Regions from separate parts of the Sus scrofa genome. Here all the other regions are linked to region 4. Evidence: chromatin contacts called from public Hi-C data. All regions are on one chromosome and are shown on one strand. The core of a region is the stretch at or near the end of the contact, and the rest is flanking DNA. Distances in the headings are between cores, read along the strand shown. Region 1 overlaps SUGCT (succinate--hydroxymethylglutarate CoA-transferase). Region 2 has its middle 670 kb from the start of INHBA. Region 3 overlaps SUGCT (succinate--hydroxymethylglutarate CoA-transferase). Region 4 holds the start of INHBA (inhibin beta A subunit).

Evidence for each region. Hi-C and Micro-C count contacts between places; a contact is called where the count stands out from the background.
Region 1: a Hi-C map of embryonic fibroblasts shows a contact between it and region 4, with 2.9 times the contacts expected there. The contact joins the enhancer-like site here to the promoter of INHBA in region 4. A contact is called at or near these places in 3 of 5 promoter capture datasets (fetal liver, fetal skeletal muscle and liver) and 3 of 47 Hi-C or Micro-C datasets (embryonic fibroblasts, fetal heart ventricle and fibroblasts).
Region 2: a contact with region 4 is called in a Hi-C map of embryonic fibroblasts, with 3 times the contacts expected there. The contact joins the enhancer-like site here to the promoter of INHBA in region 4. A contact is called at or near these places in 5 of 5 promoter capture datasets (fetal liver, fetal skeletal muscle, liver and 1 more), 17 of 47 Hi-C or Micro-C datasets (brain, embryonic fibroblasts, fetal heart ventricle and 9 more) and 1 of 2 datasets of contacts at active chromatin or transcription factors (alveolar macrophages).
Region 3: a contact with region 4 is called in a Hi-C map of retroperitoneal adipose tissue, with 1.8 times the contacts expected there. The contact joins the enhancer-like site here to the promoter of INHBA in region 4. A contact is called at or near these places in 3 of 5 promoter capture datasets (fetal liver, fetal skeletal muscle and liver), 7 of 47 Hi-C or Micro-C datasets (embryonic fibroblasts, epiblast stem cells, fetal heart ventricle and 2 more) and 2 of 2 datasets of contacts at active chromatin or transcription factors (alveolar macrophages and skeletal muscle).

What each region holds. Positions count from the first base shown.
Region 1 is chr18:53,870,028-53,872,727 of Sscrofa11.1, forward strand. The region is part of intron 12 of SUGCT (succinate--hydroxymethylglutarate CoA-transferase); the gene reads right to left. Among named protein-coding and RNA genes, the nearest start is that of SUGCT, 410 kb to the right of the region's middle. Within about 2 kb of position 1,379, at least 17 of the 83 cell types and tissues checked have an H3K27ac peak or open chromatin away from gene starts, as enhancers often do. A contact at or near this core is called in embryonic fibroblasts, where this site is marked.
Region 2 is chr18:53,557,245-53,559,944 of Sscrofa11.1, forward strand. No RefSeq gene overlaps it. Among named protein-coding and RNA genes, the nearest start is that of INHBA, 670 kb to the left of the region's middle. Within about 2 kb of position 1,402, at least 12 of the 83 cell types and tissues checked have an H3K27ac peak or open chromatin away from gene starts, as enhancers often do. A contact at or near this core is called in embryonic fibroblasts, where this site is marked.
Region 3 is chr18:53,726,531-53,729,230 of Sscrofa11.1, forward strand. The region is part of intron 13 of SUGCT (succinate--hydroxymethylglutarate CoA-transferase); the gene reads right to left. Among named protein-coding and RNA genes, the nearest start is that of SUGCT, 560 kb to the right of the region's middle. Within about 2 kb of position 1,416, at least 6 of the 83 cell types and tissues checked have an H3K27ac peak or open chromatin away from gene starts, as enhancers often do. A contact at or near this core is called in fetal skeletal muscle, retroperitoneal adipose tissue and skeletal muscle, where this site is marked.
Region 4 is chr18:52,888,417-52,891,116 of Sscrofa11.1, forward strand. It overlaps INHBA (inhibin beta A subunit), which reads left to right and starts at 1,268. Exons shown (of 6, transcript NM_214028.1-2): 1 at 1,268-1,688. The coding sequence starts at 1,301.

The sequences.
Region 1 (2,700 bases), core at 129-2,628, 980 kb after region 4:
AGACATTCGTAAAAAGAACAGTCATCATACTTTCCTGGTTAGTGTCCTTCCACGACTCCCCATCGCCGCTGGATAAAATCCAATCTGCTTAACGTGCTAGATGAGGCCCTTCGCAAGCTGGCTGTAGACTACCGCTCTAGCCTCGTTCTGCTCCCCACTTCTCGGACTCCGTTCTCTCAAAAGGCTCTGCCGCCTTTCTTTCTTTCCTTCCTTCCTTCCTTCCTTTCTTTCGTCCTTTTTTGTCTTTTGAGGGCCGCACCCACAGCATATGGAGGTTCCCAGGCTAGGGGTCGAATCAGAGCTACAACTGCCAGCTACACCACAGCCACAGCAACGCCAGATCCGAGCCACGTTTGCCACCTACACCACAGCTCAGGGCAACACCAGATCCTTAACCCACTGAGCAAGGCCAGGGATGGAACCTGCAACCTCATGGTTCCTAGTCGGATTCGTTTCCACTGCGCCACGAGGGAACTCCAGACTCTGCCCTTCCTGAGTCACGCATATACCATCCCTTCTTTCCACCACCTCCCATCTGCTATGCCCCCCTTTGTCCAACAGGCAAACACACACACCTCTCAGCGGGTACCTCTCCCACCCGAGAAAGTAAATCTTAATGTCTGCCCCTCTGTATCCCGACCCTTCTGTTTCCCAAACAACTTGTCCCTTTTTGTATGAATGCCCTTTCATGTCGAATCTGAAAGTCCCCCTCTAGTCTGAACTAGATCCTAGGTGTCTCTTCTGTCCTCCATCTCCTAACGCTCTACATAGCCCTGCACTGTGCCTGGTACATATGGTGTTTGTTGAATGACCAGTAAATAAATAAATAAATAATAAACACACGCATGAAATTCAAATAAAAATTTCAGCCCTGAAAGTGAAACATGAATATTAGAAAGCACTATATTAAATGTAAGGAAAAGTGTTCAAATACGTCAAAAATCGTCTGTGCCCCCCACCCCCAAGGTGACATTTGTTAATAAATAGAAGGTGTGAGTTAATGGGTGATTCCTCTTGTGATTCCATGTGCTCTGAACACAAAGATCTACAACTACGGTGTGCAGTCCCGTTGAACGGAGTGCCGACAGAACAGGACCAAAGCCACACCGGGCACAGAGAGGAAGTGGGTGAGGGCGAAGGTGACGGGAGTGAGCATCACATGAGTTCTTCTTTGTTTCTGCCCAGATGAGACTTGAAGTTAATGCCAAACAAACACGAGTCTCTGTGTGCATGACCGTCACCTGGCAGGAACAGGGCATCCCCGGGGAAGAAACCCTCCCGGTGTTGGCAGAAGCTTGCGGGCCGGGCGCGGTGGGGCGGCCGCGTGTGTTGCTCTGCCCAGCAGAGGGCGCACAGCCCCCGACACCGAGCCGGGCGGGTCCAGGAAGCGGGCGGAGCAGGGATGAGGCTGTAAGGGACCAAAGCCTCTGCCTCCGGGTCAGCGCGCTCACCTCCTGCCCTCGCTGCCCCCTGGCACTCTGCTCTGGTCTTCCCACTCCTAGCGAAGGGTTCGTGAACTTCCAGATCTCAGGCGCACCGGTTTCAGAGCAAATGGGGAGAGGGCAGAGGAATGTCATAACTTCCTGGCAGAGGACCCTTTAACTCACTGCCCCGGGCATGACGGCTACAGAAAGCATCCCAACTGGTTCTATCGGACATTCGGATTCCTCCCCCCGAGAGTGAATAAGGGGTCGTACAGGGGGAGACTTTCCAAACGCCCCTCCCCCAACTTGAAGGATTTTCCCGCTTCAAGATTTACTTTAAATAGTTTAGGCATCGGAGGTGTAACACTAAGGTCAAGAGGCTATTAAAAGGTTGCTGGGGTGAACTCCTTCCCCTAAAGGCATGTTTGCATTTTATGAGGGGTAACTAGTCATCAAGGAGAAAAATCAGAAAAGTTCGGGGGATTCCTGTCATTTCCAGCAAGCAAGTGGCAAATCCTCAGGCCACTGCTGGGCTGTGAAGGATACTGGGGTTACTGTAAATACTGTCCAGGACGGGCTTGCTACTCCCAGTAAAGGAGAGAGAGTGCACTTAGAAATAACTGAAGTAGACGACAGAGAGAATGAAACATCTCAGAAGGGAAGGAACCAGGTCTAGGAGGTTTTCATGAGGCCACTATGGCCTGCTCCTGCTTCAGGGACTCAGGTGTGGGGTGGGTTGGTTGGTTTTTCCCCATGCCTGGAAGAAGCATATACCCATAGCTTGAGGCACACCTACAATTCAATCCTAAATTACAGCCGATAAAATCCAGGAAGAAAGGAGTTCTATCTCACTCAGCAAAGCTGGGCTAGGATTTTAAGGTGAAACCATGCTTGAAACCCTAAGTACTGTTATATGAAGAGGTCTTCAAACTAATGACATAAATTGACATTTTAGCTCCAGTACAAAACGGAACTAGTCGGAGTGCACAAGGCCAAGGGAACTGTTTCTAGTTTGATACACTAGATGCTTTAAAAGGAAACCTTTGAGGCAAAGGGCGGTTCTGGATTTGTCAGTACACTTTGGCCACTGGAATGGTTAGATCAGATGTTGCGTGGTGTTTTGCAGGCTTGGGCTCTCTACAGCAGAGCGGCTGTCATTCAGTACTTGGGGGAACGAGTGAAGTAACTGCAAGACGCCACATCGTGGAATTCTGTGTTAATGACCCACAATGCGAAGCCAGGGTTTTGTGTGGTGGACGTGATTATCTCCACAACC
Region 2 (2,700 bases), core at 152-2,651, 670 kb after region 4:
ATCATCAAGTAATTTCAAAATTACCTGGAAACGAGCAGAGTGAGAAAGGATATTTGGGGAGTTCCCGTCGTGGCTCAGTGGTTAACGAACCCAACTAGTATCCATGAGGACACAGGTGCGATCCCTGGCCTGGCTCAGTGGGTTAAGGATCTGGCACTGCCGTGAGCTGTGATGTAGGTCGCAGACATGGCTCTCAGATCCTGCGTTGCTGTGGCTGTCGCTGTGGCTGGCAGCTACAGCTCTGATTTGACCCCTAGCCTGGAAACTTCCATATGCTGCAGGTGTGGCCCTAAAACACAAAAAGAAAAACAAAAACCGGAACTTGTCCCAAGGTGATGCATTTGAGTAGACTTCTAGAACATACAACCTCACGCCGTTCTTGAGAAGCGAGTGTTAGTGAAGCGAGTTAGGAATGCCCAGGAGGTGGACAAAGGGAGGCAAAGGCAGATCGCAGTCCGCAGGGGTGTGTGCGGAGGGCAGTGTCAGGTCGACCACAGCCTGTCTGGTGGGACCACAGGTTAGAGTGTCTGGCAGGAAGGAGCAAGGCCAGGTCCATGTGGTGGATCCTCGGCGCAGTGAGGAGAATGGAGCGGCTGTCCGAGGGTGAGCAGAAGACCACTGCCGTGGCCCAGGGGAGAGATGGCAGGACCAGTGCCCTCGCAGTGAGCAGTGAAGGCTGGTGCGGATGAGCAGGAAGTCAGGTCAGCAGGACTCCAGGACAGATTGGATCCCGAGAGAGTGGGAGAGTCAGTTCTAAATAAGAAAAGTCACATGCTTGGGAAGTGCTGCCCTCGGGGCACAGACCTTGAACCGGGTGGAGACAGGCAGCCTAAGATAAAGGCTAGGAACCACACAAGGGTTGGGGCGCCAGCTTTTAATGGGGTGCCCGCTGTGTGGTTCAGGGACGGTGCAGCCCGGAGTTGTTCAGCTGGAGGGCACGTCCGCAGAAGGTGAGGTGGAAAGGTCCTGTCTGTCACCCTCACTTTGACTCTGTGCTTTGCTCATCACAGTGACAGTTGGGAGTAGTATGTTCCCAGCTCAATTGGTTTTTTGCAAATCCCCAGTCATCTGAGGATTGATTACAGGTGGCTATAAACTAAGACATGAAGTAGAATGGCTTGGCCTCCCCTTGCTCTTTTTCTCAGCAAACCAGGGGCCTGGAAATCTTGAGGTTGCCTCGGGAAATGTGACACACTCTAAATGAGGAGCTGAAGGAAGGTGGAACATTTAAATTAACCTCCAGTGGAAACCCCAACCCACTTGTTATGGTCATTCTTGGCACAAAGGGCCTCCCATATTGGCAAAAGTCCAGAAACACAAAAATGGCAAAGTTGTAGGACAGAGAGCTGGCATGGACCAGCGGTGATTTCCCCGTCCCTCTGACTCCCCTGCCTCGGAATTCTGTCTAGACTTGGCTTCAAGGCACATTCCTCCAGCCTTCAGTAGGCAGAGGTGTCCGGCTCTCACAATATGCACATGATTTAAAAAGAACTAGGAACAGGCTCTCAACAAACCACTGCTTTCTGAAGGTCAAATCTCACGGCTCCAACTGTGACCGGGAAACACAAACATATTCCAGATCACACAGCCCGCAGGTGCAGATTGGAGCACTGCGGATTTCATGTGCAGACGGGCGCGGTCCTTTCTTCGAGCCTCCAGATGCACAGGGAATGTTTTATGTACAGGAAGACAGAGGCTACACAGGGACAGCTGGGCTTCAGAGGAAAAAATTATGGACATGTAGTTAACTCTACCACAAATCCCCACATTCAAGCCACCAACATAGGGAGGAGAAAGGAAGCATCCAGGGGATTTCACCACGCATGCATTCCAGAAATGCTGAGTGCTTACTGTATGTCAGACATTTTCCAAAGATATTTTCCAGCCCGTGACAGAACTGCTCACACTAGAGAAATTTGTTTCTTGCCACTTAGAAATCACTGCGCAACTCAGGGAGCTAGAAAATCACATGATGTCTGCCTCTGATTTATGATGTCACCAGGAAAGTGATTTGATGACTTTCTTTTTATCTAACTGACCTAGTCCCTTTTCATAAATGCCCTGGATAGAAAAATGCCCTGACAAGGGAATTTCGCAAAGGAAGCACCTGCCTGAAGGAGGCTGGGACATGTTTAACTTGAAGTGCAGGTGTTGGTCCCTCCTGTGCCCGATGCATAATTGCCAGGAGGCTGTTGCCATGGAGAGTCGTGGGTCTTCAAATTCTGAAATAGAAGTGCAGACAGTTCTGAGTGATGTTTGCAGTGATGATGATGCCGGTAGGATAGGCGAAGCGAACTACCGAAGGAGGTAAGAAGAATGAGAAAAAAGCACAAGAATAATCTAGAATGCTAAGTGTTGAAGGACAGAGGTACCAGAGGATGATTCGTTGAGAGAGATGTTTACGGGGCACCACTTATTCTCAGGCCCTGTGAGGTGGTGGAGATAGAGTCGTGAAGAAAGAAGTCAGACTCGCGTGGAACTTCCATTACAGCGATGCGAGAGAGCACACGAAACAAAACAGAGAATGTCAGCGCCGATGTGTGTACACATCCAGGCGTGGGGGTTAATTTGCTTAGCGGATGTCTCGGAAAGATAATCGATAATATTTAGACTCCAGTGGCCGAGGGGAAAGTCATGCTTCAGGCACACAGAGCCGATTCTTTGACTTTCTCACCACTTCTCTAGCCCCGGGCCCACCAC
Region 3 (2,700 bases), core at 166-2,665, 840 kb after region 4:
ATGTGACGTATTTAATAAGAGTAAAGAAGAACAGTCCAAAGAAAATACATGGCTGAAAACTTAGAGGGTGATGCTTGAGAGTCAAGAAAAGCGGAGGGGGAGGCTGGGCCGTCAGAGCATTTCCCAGCCTATGAGAAGGCGCCCCGGTTGCCCAAAGTGGAGGATCCAGACCATTTCATAAACTGTTCAAATAAGTGCATCCGCTCTATTTTTTTCACTCATGAATTCCAGTTTTCTGCCCTCTTATTTGCCTGCCTTCAGTCTTCTTTGTTATTAGTTCCCATGCCCTTTTAAAGAAAGCCAATGGAAACCAATGATACAGAGGAGTCAAATTTGCTTTTCTATTGGTTTGAAAATCTCTGACCCTAAACTTAATTTTTCTTTTGGCTCAAATGCTCACAGAGACGAGGCGAAGCTTTACAAGTAAGTTGGTTGATTTTTCTTTTTCTTTTTGTGGCTGCATCTTTGGCACCTGGAAGTTCTCAGGCTAGGGGTCCATTCAGAGCTGTAGCTGCCTGCCAACGCCACAACCACAGCAACGCTAGATCTGAGCCGCATCAGCAATCTATGCTGCAGCTTGCAGCAACGCCAGATCCTTAACCCACTGAGAGAGGCCAGGGATCAAACCCACATCCTCATGGATACTAGTCGGGTTCTTAACCCCCTGAGCCACAATGGGAACTCCTGGTTGATTTTTATTTCCGGGGAAACACACAAGTTTTGTTTTCCTTGTTCAAACATCCTGCCCTGAAAGTATCAGTCACTGCCTCTGGGTCCCAGGCAGAGGATTTAGGGGATGGCCAAGCAAAGAGCCCACGAACCAGCTTCAGGCAAAGGCTGGTGTGGTTTTGTTTTTTAATGAAAAGACCCCCTTTTCATAGACAAGTGCTGGTATTTCAACCAGAATGGCTTCCTTTGGTTTGTAGTCCCTATGGCTCTGATTGAAGACCAGTGTGTTTAAATGACGCTTTTTTTTTTTTTTTTTCCCCAAACTGGAACACTTCACAATTCAAGATGTAGGAAAATAGGCTAGGAAGAGAACTGTAATTCTGTGTCCTGGAATTCACTGCAGATGAGGGGATATTAACGGACGACGGTTAGATTCAAAAAGCCAAATATGGAGGAAGCTGTCACTTGTGCCTCCTGAGGACTCAGGGACCCTACTGCTACACGCAGGCAAAGGAGACTAAGAAACAAGTCAGTGGCATTCTCATCATAACTTGAGCCACCCTGAGCACCAAGAGCCTCTACAACTGGGATTAAGAGGGAAGGATGAGCCTGCGGCCCAACTGGGAGACGTCTCTCCTGAGACGAAAAGGTGCTGCCACAGCCTGCAGTGCGCTTCGGGGAGCTGGTGTCAGGGCCAGCTCCAGCCTCACTCGGGTCCAAGAAGCCGACAGCTCACCTTGGCTATCAGGCCGCAGAGGGAGGAAACTGGGCTGGCGTTACCTCCAAGGGAAGTGTCGACAGCGTAGACGCCTTTCCCGGTTCAATTCCGTGAAACGGCTCCAATTAAGTTTCATTTAAAAAAATACAATCTCCAGGATTACGTTGTTTTGTTTTTAAAGTCTACTCCACCCTACTCGTGAATGATTCCAGAAGAATTGTTTTAAGTAACCTTCCTTTTTTTTTAAGTAACCTTCCTGTCAGATCTGGTTTTTCCATCAGTCCTAATATACCATTTATATTTTTTTTAAGAAAAGAATAAAGCAGTATAAAGAGAGCCAAACAAGAAGATATATATCATCTCTGCTCAGGTCCTGCTATGGAACCGAATTCCTGAAGTTTGAACTGCGTTCCATGAATGTAAAAGACATATGCAGACTCTCCTGATGGCTAAAAAAGGCCAATGAGGTAACAGTAACACCGACGGCTGTTTGTCTCAAACGTCCTATAAATAGGAATGTGGAAATTAATTTTTTTTTCAATCTACCTTCTCTCTATTGACGAATCTTTAGGGGTAAGCTGAGCTACGTTGTTTAGTAGGGAAAGGTTCACATTTGGCTTGTCGTTTCCATGTTTGTAATTTGGGGACTTCTTTCTGAAATGAAAGGGACACCAAGGTGCATACTCCCTAAATTTCCCATCACTCATGAATGCAGGATGACACGTGGGCGGGGGGGGGTTGCATCTTCTAATCCTGCCTCCTGGATTTATCTCCCCCTGCTGTGTGTGAGCTGCAGGACACTTGGAAAGAGGGCTTGCCGAGGCCTGCTCTTGTAACAGCTGGTGGCTTTGGCATTTTCATATAAACACGCAAGCCGAAGAGAAATTTCTGCTTCATAATTGGCCCCGTTTCCCCCTCCCTAGAACATTCCACAATGCCACCGACAATGAAGTGCTCAGCGAGGAGGAATCATTTCTGTTTACGTGAAAATAGATCTGAACTCTGTGAGGCAAGGGAAGAAAGAATACAAAGCTTCAAAAGACCCACAAAGAGACGTTATAATCAAGTCTGGATGCTGTTTCTGAGATCTGACAGAGCTCCTCCACGCTGGCGGCTGGACCCCAAGGCTGAGTCTTCCAGCCCTGCCTGCTCCCCCGCTCCCCCTGCTCCGGTGCCATGGCCTTGCCTGGGTTAAGCATGGGTAACGCTCTTCGTGAGCATCCACTCTCCCACCCAGGAAAACCATCTCTCTCTCAAGGGATGCTTCGGAGACACAAGGCCACTGGTCTCGGATTCCTAAGAGCGATGACCAG
Region 4 (2,700 bases), core at 18-2,517:
AAAGGCCAACTGACTTGTGCGTTTTATCTGTGCAGTCAGTCAGGGCCAGCGGTGGTAAGCTGTCATCTGTGCGTGTGTGTGCAGGGCAGAAGGGGCACGGCTAAGAGAGGGTGCAGAGCTGCACATGACAGGAGCGTGGACCACGCTGCCTGCCAGCCCGCCTGCCTGTGGATCTTCCAATGCCCGGCTGCATTTTTGCATTTGGGGAAAAGTAGAGTCTGTGACATGACCCCAAACAAAAGTTCTCTGATCTCTGATCGCCCGCCAGCGTGGACGGCCCTGAACACTGAACTATGAATGAAGGGCGGGGGAGGGGGGCGGGGGGGGGCGCTCTGCAGGATTCCCTCAGCCCAGGAGGATGGGCTGGCCCCTCTTCCCAAGCCCTCCATCACCTGTCCGCCCCCTCCGGGGACCCTGAACCCCACCTTCCCGCCGGGGGTGTCCGAACCCCTGAGTCGGTGGCTCGGCAGGTGGAGGGGCGCTGGGCCAGGCTGGTTCCGGCGGGTCCTCTCGGTGGATTGATTGAGATAGGGCGTCTGTGTCTGGGCTTTGCTTCCCCCCCCCCCCGCCAAAAAAAAAAAAAAAAAAAAGAGGAAGAAGGTGAAGCAAGGGGACTGGGCAGAGAAAGCAAGGGAGGGAAAGGAGAAGTGGCCCAAAATCAGGAGCGTTTCCTCGCGGAGGGGAAGCAGACCTCGGGCGGCGGGTGGTGTGTGCAGAGAGGTGTGTGCGAGGGAGCCGCGAGCAGCAGGCGAGCAGCCCGTCAGAGCGGGCGGTCCCTCCCCTTCCTAATCTCAGCCTTTACTCGCAGCGCGGCTCCCTCCCTCTCCCATTCACTCACTCACTCGGGGCCAATCGCTCCCTCTCTCCCCCTCTCCCCCCCCCTCCCTCCCCGTCTCTCTTCCCTCCCATCCTCTCTCTGTCTCTGTCTCCCCCCCCCCGTCTCTCCCCCCTCCCTCCCTCCCTCCCTCCCTCTCTCTTACTCTCCTCCCTGACAGCCACAAACCTACAGCCCCGACTGCATCCAGAGAGGGAACCTGCAAACAAACTTCACAGCAAACTTTTTGTTCTTGTTCCAGAGAATTGACTGAAGAGGAGACAGGAAACAAACAAACAAAAACAAACAAACAAACCAACCAAAACACACACACACACACCAAAACCCCAAAAAGGAAAGAGAGAGAGAAAAAAAAAAAAGCAAAAAAAAAAAAAAAAAAAAAAAAAAAAAAAAAAAACCCGTGCGTGAGGGGGAGGAAGAGCGGAGCCTTTTAAAAGGGCCGTCACCACAACTTTGGCTGCCAGGATGCCCTTGCTTTGGCTGAGAGGATTTTTGTTGGCGAGTTGCTGGATTATAGTGAGGAGTTCCCCCACCCCAGGATCCGGGGGGCACAGCGCAGCCCCGGACTGCCCGTCCTGTGCGCTGGCCACCCTCCCAAAGGATGTACCCAACTCTCAGCCGGAGATGGTGGAAGCCGTCAAGAAGCACATTTTAAACATGCTGCACTTGAAGAAGAGACCCGATGTCACCCAGCCGGTACCCAAGGCGGCGCTTCTGAACGCGATCAGAAAGCTTCATGTGGGCAAAGTGGGGGAGAACGGGTACGTGGAGCTGGAGGACGACATCGGGAGGAGGGCGGAAATGAATGAACTCATGGAGCAGACCTCGGAGATCATCACCTTCGCGGAAGCAGGTGGGTGCTGGCCTGGGGGGCGGGGTGGGGGGCACGGGTCTCCGACCGCGCGGGGGGAACCTGCCGCCCTCCAGCTGCACCCGCCCGGGAAGGTCGTGCGTTCGCCGGGCGCGGGAGCGGGCCGGCCGGGGGGCGACCAGGGGCGGACCGGGAGGGAACCTCCCGGAGCCGGGAGCCCAGGCAGAGCCCCGGCCGGCGGCGGCAGGGAGGGGGTCGGCGTACACTTGCTCCGCTCGGCCGGTCGCGCCGAGGAAGCGCTCGGCCGATCCCGGAGCAGGAAGCCGGCGGGAGAGAGGCTCCCTTGCCCTGCCCGGGAGAGCAGAGCAGGGCGGCGAGAGGAAAGCCGGGCAGTTTCGGGGGGCTGGGGGGGGCGGGAGGCTTCCGGACCCCATCCGAAGTTTCTACCCGGGGGCGGGGGAGGGGGCGGCGAGCGCGGGATTGGGGTGGAAGGGCACGGAGGAAGTCCTTGTCGCCCAAGCAGCCCTTTTTCTTTAAAAGTCCAATCAGGGGCCACCTTCCAGAAGCGGGGCATCTGCATTAGTGACAGTCGTGTTTACCTTTGGCAACTCGGCTTCGAAGGAGCACAGGCATCACGTTTTAGGCAGGGACGAGCGAGAGCGACGTGGGGGTGGGGGTGGGGGTGGGGGTGGGGGCACATGACATTGAACCGGCAGGCAGTTGCTTTTTGGAACACTGACTTTTGCTCTCGGAACCAAAAAAAAAAAAAAAAAAAAAAAGGAAAAGAAAGAGTTTTGTTCTCTGTAAAGTTACTAAGAGCTCTCTGCCAAGGAATGCAACCTTGACAAAGTGCTCCAGATACTACACGGAGCTCTCACTCAATCCTTAAGAGGAAGAACTTTAATAAATAGATTCTAATCGTTGGCTCAGGACCACACGAACCTGTTGCTGAAGAAAAAAATACCTGTCAAGCGGGAGGGCTGGAGACCCGGGGCCAGGTCATTTTTACAGTTATGTGACCCGGATCCTTTTGCCTGCCTACAAGCTGGGCAAG